Linked DNA regions of Oryctolagus cuniculus: region 1 is linked to region 2. The links are chromatin contacts, called in public Micro-C maps. All regions are on one chromosome and are shown on one strand. The core of a region is the stretch at or near the end of the contact, and the rest is flanking DNA. Distances in the headings are between cores, read along the strand shown.

Evidence for each region. Hi-C and Micro-C count contacts between places; a contact is called where the count stands out from the background.
Region 1: a Micro-C map of ear pinna shows a contact between it and region 2, with 4 times the contacts expected there. The contact joins the promoter of COX17 here to the promoter of CD80 in region 2. A contact is called at or near these places in 3 of 6 Hi-C or Micro-C datasets (ear pinna, psoas muscle and an unstated tissue).

What each region holds. Positions count from the first base shown.
Region 1 is chr4:76,208,236-76,213,324 of mOryCun1.1, reverse strand. It overlaps COX17 (cytochrome c oxidase copper chaperone COX17), which reads left to right and starts at 3,447. Exons shown (of 3, transcript XM_002716664.5): 1 at 3,447-3,692. The coding sequence starts at 3,586.
Region 2 is chr4:76,070,298-76,075,471 of mOryCun1.1, reverse strand. It overlaps CD80 (CD80 molecule), which reads left to right and starts at 3,307. Exons shown (of 6, transcript NM_001082663.1): 1 at 3,307-3,424. The coding sequence starts at 3,328.

The DNA.
Region 1 (5,089 bases), core at 2,198-4,697, 140 kb before region 2:
CTGGATCAAAACTGAAGCAGCTGGGTTTTGAACTTGTGTCCCCATGGAATGCCAACATGGCAGGAAGTGGCTGAACCCACTATGCCACCACACCAGTCCCTAAAAATACCTTTATCGTGGAAGATTTTACAAAGTATTTCCTTAGTTGTTCCTTGTTATATTGCCAGGGCTGTTACTTTATTCATAAAATGGCTGTCTGGTGCCATTGGTAGCTAATGTTCTCATTTAGTACCTTTAGCTTGGTGATTAAGATGCCAGCTGGGACACCCACATCCCCTCTTGGAGTGCCTGGGTCTGAGTCCTGGCTCTGCTCCTGATTGCAGCTTCCTTCTAATATGTACCCTAGAAGGCAGCAAGTGATGGTTCAACCATGTGAGAGTCCTGGATGGAGTTCCCGGCTCCCAGCTCTGGTCTGGCCCAGCCCCAGCTGTTGTAATGTTGTAAGCATTTGGGGGTAAACCAGAGGAACAGGATCTCTCTCTCTCTCTCTCTCTCTCTGCCTTTCAAATCAATAAATAATTTTAAAGAGAATGTTGGGGGCTGGCACGGTGGTGACTCATGGTAAAGCCACCCCCTGCAGTGCTGGCATCCCATATAGGCGCCGGTTTGTGTCCTGGCTGCTGCACTTCCAATCCAGCTCTCTGCCATCGCTTGGGAAAGCAGTAGAAGATGGCCCAAGTCCTTGGGCCCCTGTACCCACTTGGGAGACCCGGAAGAAGCTCTTGGCCCAGCTCCAGCCGTTGCGGCCAATTGGGGAGTGAACCAGTGGATGGAAGACCTCTCTCTCTCTCTCTGCCTCTCTTTCTCTCTGTGTGTAACTCTGACTTTCAAGTAAATAAATAAATCTTTTTTTTTTTTAAAGAGAATGTCAGATATTTTTTAAAATGTCCACCAAAGTCACCATTTCAAGTCCTGCTGCCTATTAATTTAGCAATTGTAGCAATACCATAGAGTACCAACTCCACTTAAAAGAGTCGAGTATTGCTGGTTAAAATCAGAATTGAGAAGTTGATCTGAAACATACCAAGCAAATTAACCTTAGTTACCACTGTAAAACAAATTGTTGAATCCCATCTTTTACTTGGTCCCATATGCCCACCTAGTTCAATTTAATTATCTCTAATGACAGCTCTCAAGAATTGTTGTATTTTCCCTGAGGAAAGTAGGTTATTTTGGCCGGTGCCGCGGCTCACTAGGCTAATCCTCCGCCTGCGGCGCTGGCACACTGGGTTCTAGTCCCGGTCGGGGCGCCGGATTCTGTCCCGGTTGCCCCTCTTCCAGACCAGCTCTCTGCTGTGGCCCGGAAGTGCAGTGGAGGATGGCCCAAGTCCTTGGGCCCTGCACCCCATGGGAGACCAGGAAAAGCACCTGGCTCCTGGCTCCTGCCATCGGATCAGCGCAGTGCGCCGGCCGCAGCGCGCCGGCTGCGGTGGCCATTGGAGGGTGAACCAACGGCAAAAAGGAAGACCTTTCTCTCCGTCTCTCTCTCACTGTCCACTCTGCCTCTCTGCCTGTCAAAAAAAAAAAAAAAAGTAGGTTATTTAGATTTTTCATGAGGTAGAACAGGAAACAATAAATTTCATGTGTGTATTCCTACTCTTCCTTTAATGCCAAATGTAGGCCATCTCACAAGTCTAAAGACATTCAGGGTGGGAAGAAAAGTGAAGAATAAGGATAATGTTAAAAAAAAAAAATCAGAAGTTGACCTTAAAGCTTACTTGCTCATAAATTAAAAACTAAAAGAAAAAGTAGCCCACATGTGTGGGCTACACACATGTCTGAAACAAGATGCAAATTAAGTAGCTGGAAATAAATGACTAAATATTCACTCATTCTTTGGTCCTTCTCTCAAGGGAAGGAGAATATTCTGTCTTGGAGAAGCAGTTGTTGAAGAGTACAAGCATCACAGTGCTCAGGAGGAAACTGAGGGTTTGTTCATTTCATGCACACAGCAGGTTAAAGGAAGTGTGCGGCGGAGACAAGGTTGCTACCCAACCTTTTTGCCTGAGGTTTGGCAATACTAGTTTACCTGCCACAAGTCACAGAGAGGGCGAGTTGTCACAGCAGTACCTGTGCTCTCTTCACTAAAGCAAAGAAGCAATAAACAAAAAGTGAGAATTTGATACAAAAAGGTACTAAGAAAACTAACCTTAGAGTTGCCCCTGAAAACAAATGGGTAAAAAGATCTTAATTGCAGAAAACCTGTTCTATCTTTTGATCTATAATCTGCATATTCAGCTTATCACAATCCTCTTAACTCCCTAAACTGTCTTAGATATTTATATATCCCCCACACACCAATAGTTTCCAAGCTAAATCGCTGAAATAGACTCATAGACACAAACATGGGTTAGGTGATACTGAAAGTTTGAATACCAAAACAGCTATTACCAGGCAGCTATTGAACAATGCTCCCAAATCCTGCTGTAAAAATCAAGTTCATTCCCTGTGTGTAACAGTTCTCTGCAAGACAACATTCAATGACTATGTTTACCATATTGCAAATAACGTGGGCACCACTTTATTACTTTACCTAACTGAAGTCAAGAAATACCAAACAGGAGGTACTTTTCAATTTTATTAATGATGTTCAGCAAATCCATGACTGAACAATTCATAATGGAATCCATTGGCAAGGAGTTATACACACAAATCAGCTGAGGAGTTAACACCCAAGGTGGGCAGGAGAGGCACGTGGGCTTCGAGGACCTTTCTCCGCTCCCCAACCCCAACACTTGTGGATTGGATTGTGCAGATGTCTTTGCCTGATTGTTAACTAACTCTATGAAAAAAATGGTCAAGGACAACAGTAGGTAGGGGACAGGAAGAAGGCAGGTGATGACCCTGAGTGAAAAGATGGGAAACCAGTGTTAGTCAAAGGAGCTGGCTTTCACTAGTGCTTTCTCTTGTTTGGCTGAGACAAGTCATTTCACCCTCTTAGGGTTCAGTTTCGATATTCGTAGCGGGTGGAAAGATTGAGAGCTCTCTTAGTTGTTTTGCTGTTCTCATCCTAGGTGAATCCTAGCAAGATGGTTGACACCTCTGGCGACCTCTGTTTTGTTTTGAGACTTATTTTATTTGAAAGGCAGTTAGAGAGGGAAAGACAGAGAGCTCTTCCCTTGTTGGTTCACTCTCCCAACGGTTGCACCAGGCCAAAGCCAGGTTCAAGAGCTTCATCTGGATCTCCCACATGAGTGCAGGAAGCCCAAGCACTTGCATTATTTTCTGCTGCTTTCCCCTAGGTGCATTATCAGGGAGCTGGATCCGGAGTGGGGCAGCCGGAACTCGAACTCCCGTCCACATGGGACTCCACCATTGCAGACGACAGCTTATGTCGCTGCGCCAGAAGAGCAGCTCCTCGCCTTTCAATCGGCTTCTCTGCGCATGCGCCGAGGAAGCAGCCTCCCCCTGACCTCAATTTCACCTCTTCTGCGCAGCCGTCGTTTAATCCCTCGGCGCTCCGGAGGAGGAGGGCGGGACTTCCTGTCCTGTTTAGAGCGACCGCGGAAGTGACTGCGGACGAATCGGCTCTGCAGAGGCTGCGAGTTTAGGGTGTCTGCGTTTTAGCTGCTTTCGGCGAGAAAGATGCCGGGTCTGGCGGCCGCAAGCCCTTCCCCGTCTGAGCCTCAGGAGAAGAAGCCGCTGAAGCCCTGCTGCGCCTGCCCGGAGACCAAGAAGGCGCGCGATGCGTGGTCAGTGCGCCGCCGGGAGGGGTTCCGGTGCCTCTGCCGCTAGCCCTCGCCTTGCTGTTCCGTGCTCCACAGAGACGTAGAGAGCCCCGTAGGTTTCGCAGTCGGCCACGTGTTGACTGAACCCTTAGCCCAGTGCGAGGGGACGCTGAATGGAGGAGAGAGAGGTTAGATTGGCCCCGGGTTCTGTTCACGCCCTCACTCCTTCCGATAGATGGCTGCTGACCTTCTGTTAGGAGTTAAGCACTGCCTTAGGTCCAAAACTGTAGAAAAGGGTAGACACTGACTTAAAGGAGCTTAAAGTTAATGGCCACTTACACCAGTAATTGCTATGTCATGGAAAGGCCTATGCTAGAGGATTTGGCAAGATTAAAGAGTAAACGTGTTCTGGTAATTTCTAAGGCTTTCTCCCCAAATCTAGAAAAAAATAGGCCACTGGACCCATTGCTTATAGTTCCAGAAGGTTCACCTTCAACCCTTTGAAGGCAACCCGAAGTTAAAAAAAATCAACCAGTCTGTATGATCAGCCTGCCTGTCGGTTCAAAACAGCGCATTTAAATTATCATCCATACACAAAAGGTCTTGTTCCTTATCGTCTTATGTAACCACTATTGTAGAACAAATCTCTTTAGCCAGAGGCCTCAGGTGCTGTGAATGTGCACTTCTCCCTCCAGCTCTTTTGTGTCTTCATAAAGCAGGGAAGTCCTAAGTGGTATCAGGGGGTAACAAGAGGGTAGGAGCTCAGTGCCTCTGTTATAGTCGGTGCTTTGCAAATAGGACTGTGAAGAGAATTGGAAGGCTGCAGTCTCCTACTGAAATTGCTCCCGTGTTAGCAGTAAGTGCTTACGGAATGTGTGGACAGTACAGCATCATGATTAAGAGCCAGGGATCCAGAGTCGAGGTTTGAACCCTGAACCACCAACTTGGTGACCTTGAGCAAATTATTTAATATTTCTGCCTCATGTGTTTGTAAAATAGGCCTAATAAAAATATCTACCTAACAGTCACTGTAAAAGTCAATGATAAAAGCCACATCAAGTGCCTGACACAGTATATATGGCTGTTACTTTGATAAGGAGCTCCGTGTCCCTGGCAGTACTTCATTTGAAGGCAGCCTTTTGAGCTTTTGAAGGATGAGTGGGAAGAACCTATTCCCATCTTTAAATTCTTGTTGCATGAATTGTCTCTGGTGACTGTGACTTTTCCCCACATAGCTGTAGTGAGGAATCAGTTTTTTCTTATACTTGAACTTGGGTTGATATTATTTACAAAAATTACATATTTTTGAAAGATTTATTTATTTATTTTAAAGGCAAAATTACAGATAGACAAAGATCCTCCATCTGCTGGTTCTCTCCGCAAATGGCCTCAATAGCCAGGAGCTTCCTCCAGATCTCCAT
Region 2 (5,174 bases), core at 2,058-4,557:
GCAGTGTTAGCTGGGCCTGAGGACACAGTCCCTCTAGTGAGAGGGCCTGTGTTGGCCATGCTGCAGGCCTGATCCTAACTTCAGTACAATCAGGAAACACAGGCAGCTTTTCTCCTCTGCTTCTCTTCCTTTTGGAAGGGTTCCCTGGCTCCTCATCTACACACACCCAGAAGCCTCACACTGCCACCTTTATCCATTGGCTTTTTATTTCACGGGATTTCAGTGCCTTGGTAACACTGAAAAACATTAGTAGCTCAAATTGTGGTTTTCCTCCCCCCAGCAAAGTTTGTTTTCTAATAGCTTTAAGTCAACATGTCACTCATTTTGAAACCGTATTCCCAATGTTTGCCACATTCATACACCTTATTGACTATCATTTTCTTTTTTTTCCCCTCTAACTTGACTCACCTTTCTGTTTCGAAAAAAATGTATTTCAGAAGGAAAACCATTGTATCTCTACCATCCTGACTGTTCCTGCTGTCTTAGCCTGGATTCTCCAGAGAGCAAAGCTAGCAACAAAGAGCAAAGTGGTCTGTTTGGAAACTTGATTTCAGTGGTTTGGCATGGGAACCTGAAGCAGGGGAGGAGGAGTGCGGGGTAGGGGAAGCCATACCCAGAAGCCTGCCCGAGTTGCCCCTCAGAAAGCAATTGGTACTCCACCATCCAAGGCCTTCCAGGAGCCTCATGCATTAGCTCTCAAAATTCTCTACCTGGAAAACCAAAGGTTGACACAATTGTTCACTAACATCCAGCCCCTACGAGCAGTGACCTTCTCAACTGCTTAGTCAAACACCCCCAGAGGTACCCCATGCCAAGGCAGCAGAGAAGCCCCTGCAGGGCCCAAAGCAGACTCTGAGCAGTACAATGCCAGGCAAGGTGCATGAGGGCGGCTGGCCCGGTGTGGCTCAGCTGCTCACTCCCAGATGCTCCAGAATTCTCCAGAGAAGGGCACTGGAAGGCTGGTGGGAAAACAGGTGGTGGTGGGACTCAAGTCCTCCTCACTCCCCCATCCCTAGGTGCCACCATGGTGCACACCTGAGCTTCACTCAACCGTGGCAAAGATGACTGCAATGCATCTGCCCCCTCTGCAGAGGCAGTGGGTCTGCGGATCTTGTGAGCTGAGCGCTCTCCAAAATGTGTACCAAATACATATGTGTATATATATATATATATATATATGATGTATTTATTTATTTATTTGAAAGGCAGAGTTACAGAGAGGCAGAGAGAGGTCTTCCATGCTGGTCCACTCCCTAAATGGCCGCAATGGCCAGAGCTGAGCCAATCCGAAGCCAGGAGCCAGGAGCTTCTTCTGGGTCTCCCATGTGGGTGCAGGGGCCCAAGGACTTGGGCCATCTTCTGCTGCTTTCCCAGGTCATAGCAGAGAGCTGGATCGGAAGTGGAGCCGCTGGGACTTGAGCCGACGCCCACATGGGATGTAGGCACTGCAGGTGGCGGCTTTCCCTGCTCCGCCACAGCGCCGGCCCTGTGGCTGACCTCTTGTAGTGGCTGGACAGTGACTAGGTTTGAGAAACTCTGGCTGCTAAAGCAGAACTCTGGAGCAGTGCAGAAGCAGTCCCTCCTTAAAGCTTATAGACTTTGCCCAGGCAAAACTAGCAGCTGCCCCACCCTCGACTGGGGCATGTTCTCTCCTCTGCCCTGGCCCAGCTGCCCAAGGTCCTCAAGATTTCCTGTTTGTTAGTTTGTCGATGGGGAGCAGAGAGGGCTATTGGGTGCTTCGCCCCGGGCCACACCCTCTAAGGAGGTGACAGAGGAGAGCGCGGCGGAGGGAGCTTCCTCAGACCAGACGCCCTACCCAGTCCTGGGCTGGCGGAGCTCAGATTCTCTACCAAGTAAAAGGAAGTCGGGAGGGGAAATACCACCTCTCTGATATATCACTCGAAGAAAGACAGAGTGGTTTGCCATTATCGTGGAGACGGCGAGAAAAGAACATCTCAGAGACACAGCCTCACCCTTTGACTGTTAACGCAGAAGGAAAAGAAGAACTTGTGAGTAAGTACACTGACCGTCGCCTTATTAGGGGATAAGTGGGTAGAACTAGTTACCCACAGCCGGCTGCCTTCTAAACAACCATCCCATCACTCCTGCCTCTAGCAAGCATGCCTGGTCTCAGCGGAGCCCGCTGGGGTCTCTTATTCCCATGGGAGCCTACAGAGTCCCAACACACTTGGACAATCACCATTAGAAGGATGGCCCATTGTTTTTTAATTTCCTAGGCAGCAGAAAAGATTATTTCTGCAGGACCACTTTGAGTCTGTCCAGCGAGAAAACTTCTGGTAAATACATCTCTCCAAGGTAGCCCTGACGCAAATAGATGGTGCCGATCAGGGCATGGGCCTTGGCTGGCACTCCAGTTGGGGGGGGGGGGGCGGGGGTTGCTTCAAAGAGGAGACGGAGCTCCTGCTGAGCAGTGCAGGGGCCCGGAGAGAGTGACAGTGCCACGGTCATTTTCATTTCTCAGTTTTGATAGATTTACTGGCAAACAAAACAAAAAACTTACTCACACTGCAGCCCATGAGCTCATCAGTAATGTTGGCTGTGCGTCTTGTTTCTCCCTTCCTACTGGCAATGGAGACCTGCTGGTCTCCCACTAGTCTCGATGGAGACCCCGCGCCCCTTTAGGACAGGTTCTTTGAGCAGAAGGGTTGAAGAACAGAGACACTTGTGTTCCCATGTTTATATTAATTAGAAAAAAAATGCTGTCCGATGACTCGGACAACCAGCTGTGCTGGTTGCTCTGTTTTCAGTACCATGGTCCAGAAGGGAGCTGGAATTTCCGTGGCCTGGCTGACGGATGCCGAGGGTCCTTACAGTTCTCTGTGTTTCTAATAAAGTCAGCCACATCTGTGAAGCAAGAGCTGTTTCACAGAAGAGCTGTGGTTGGTTCTTGGAATAGGCGCGGGCAAGGTCACCTCAGAGCTGCCCCTCCTGGCGGCGCCCTACGTAGAGGTCTCCCAGGTTAAGATCCCAGATGCGCTCAGGCGGGCAATCAGAGCTTTAGAACCCAGGAAGCAGACCTCCCCTCCTTCCTGGGTGATGCCGATTTTTTTTTCTTTTTCAGGTTGTGAAAACAAATCCACAACTTTTGGAGACCCAGGAACCCTTTCCAATCTCTCGCCAGTGTGTTTGGCAAACATCAGCACAGAGCCTTCTACGAGGGGCAGCTGCATCGTCTTCTGCCCTTGCCTGGTGTGCACCTCCAGGCTTCTCGGTTGCCTCGCTCTGCGCCCCGTGTACCCCGGAGGCGTCCAGCCTTACTGGCTCTGAACTGTTGGCTTTCATTTTCCAACCTAAGCACCTGGAGGCATGGGCCACACGCTGAGGCCGGGAACTCCACTGCCCAGGTGTCTACACCTCAAGCTCTGCCTGCTCTTGGCGCTGGCGGGTCTCCACTTCTCTTCAGGTAAGCGGCACGCGGGAACCTAACTGAGACACTGCGCCAGTGGGGAGAGAGGCGGCGGCGTTCTCTCTGCTGCCCCCTTCTGTCGCCCGATGAACTGGAAGGGAGCTGCTGGGTGTTTCCAACCCAGTGTCGGGATCAGGAAACTGTGCTCCGCAGAGGTTAGAGGAGCTGCTTAGGGTCACACGGCAAGTTAGCATCCAGGTGGGGACAGGGTTATCATAACAAAGCCAAAAGCTCATTTTGCCACAGCTTAGAGTTGTGGCCACTTGCATGAATGCCAGGTGCTCTCTCTCTCATTCTGTATCGTGCTAAGGGTGTTGTCCTAGGGATCTGGTTCCCAAACTAGATTTCTCTACCATTCGGCTAAAGTGGTCTTCCTTTAAAATTCAGCCTTCCGATTCGAAGGCAAGGGGAGTGGTTGAGGAATATAATCTTCCGAATGCCGGCTCTTTCTCTTCATATGTGTTCCTCCATGTTGGATGCTGAGGTCTTTTGGCATCTGACAAATTCATGGTCTCAGACTTTAATTTACTACCTAGGGTCTCTCAAAGAATGTTTGGACATCCAGGGGCTTTTGTTCCAGCCTCGGTGGCTGTAGGAGGTGCTGGACTTGGAGTGCTGTTGAGATGGGAGGGCTCAGCCTGCTGGTTTCCCAAATACAAACAGGAGATCCGGTTCCAGCCGGAACCTTTCCAGTCTGCAGAGGTGCTGGTCTTGAAAGCTGCTTCCTTCGCGTAGCCCAGAATCTCCACGGTGTGTCTGTGTGGCAACGGGAGCCGGGGCGGGAACTCCAGGAAGAAGACTTGGAGGCTGGGAGAGTGCCTGAGCACAGTGGTCTTCAACTTTTTGTCCTGAGCTGTCAAATTTGTTGTTGTATACTGTTGTAGAGCCAGGAGACCCATGGTTGAAGCTTCACAGCCTTCATGTTAGATTTTGTGTATATTTAATGGTTATATGACATTTCCAACAGTTACAGCGTTCTTATGGGAAGGCAGGGAAACACTCCCCAAAGAGACTTCTCTGGGGAGTTTAAAATATGTAGAAGGAAATTCATACAGGTGGAATTCCTGGAAATGAGGGTGTGTTGGGGGAAGGGGGTGTGAGAGACGGACAGAGAAGGGAAGAAGAGAGAGAGAGAGAAAGAGAGAGAGAGAGAGAAACAACAAAAAGGAAAACGAAAACACACACACAAAAGAAATGAAACCAAGACATTAGCAATTGTCCCAGGAAAATTATAGTCAGAGGCAAATGAAAAAAGATGAGCTCTGAGCTAAAGAAAGAGGTTTAGGAAAACCCCTTGTCCCACGGCTCCAGTCAGATATTACTGTTGCTGTTACTCAGTCAACAAACCAGCCCGTGAACTCCTTACACCTGAACACACAGTGTGCGTGCTCCAGGGGCACCACAGAGGCTGTGCCTGGGATTCTTGTCCCCAAAGAGGTTTGCATAGGTTGCCTGGGAAAGGAAAACTAACCCATATACAAGAGTACTTCGAACATTTCGTGGAAAGGCAACATTTTTAAAAATACATTTATTTTGGTGCACAGATATTTTGAAATCCATGCTTAATTTTCCTAATATACATTTTCCATGAACTTTTTGAAAACAAGCAAAGAGTGATGCTGTGCTGGGTCCTGGCTGTAAAAACCCAAACTCTGGCAAAGGAGGGACGAGGGTGAGCTGGAGCAGCTGGAGGCATACGGGTGACAGAGAAATCTGGGCAGGCCAGCAGCCTGGGCAAGGCGCAGGG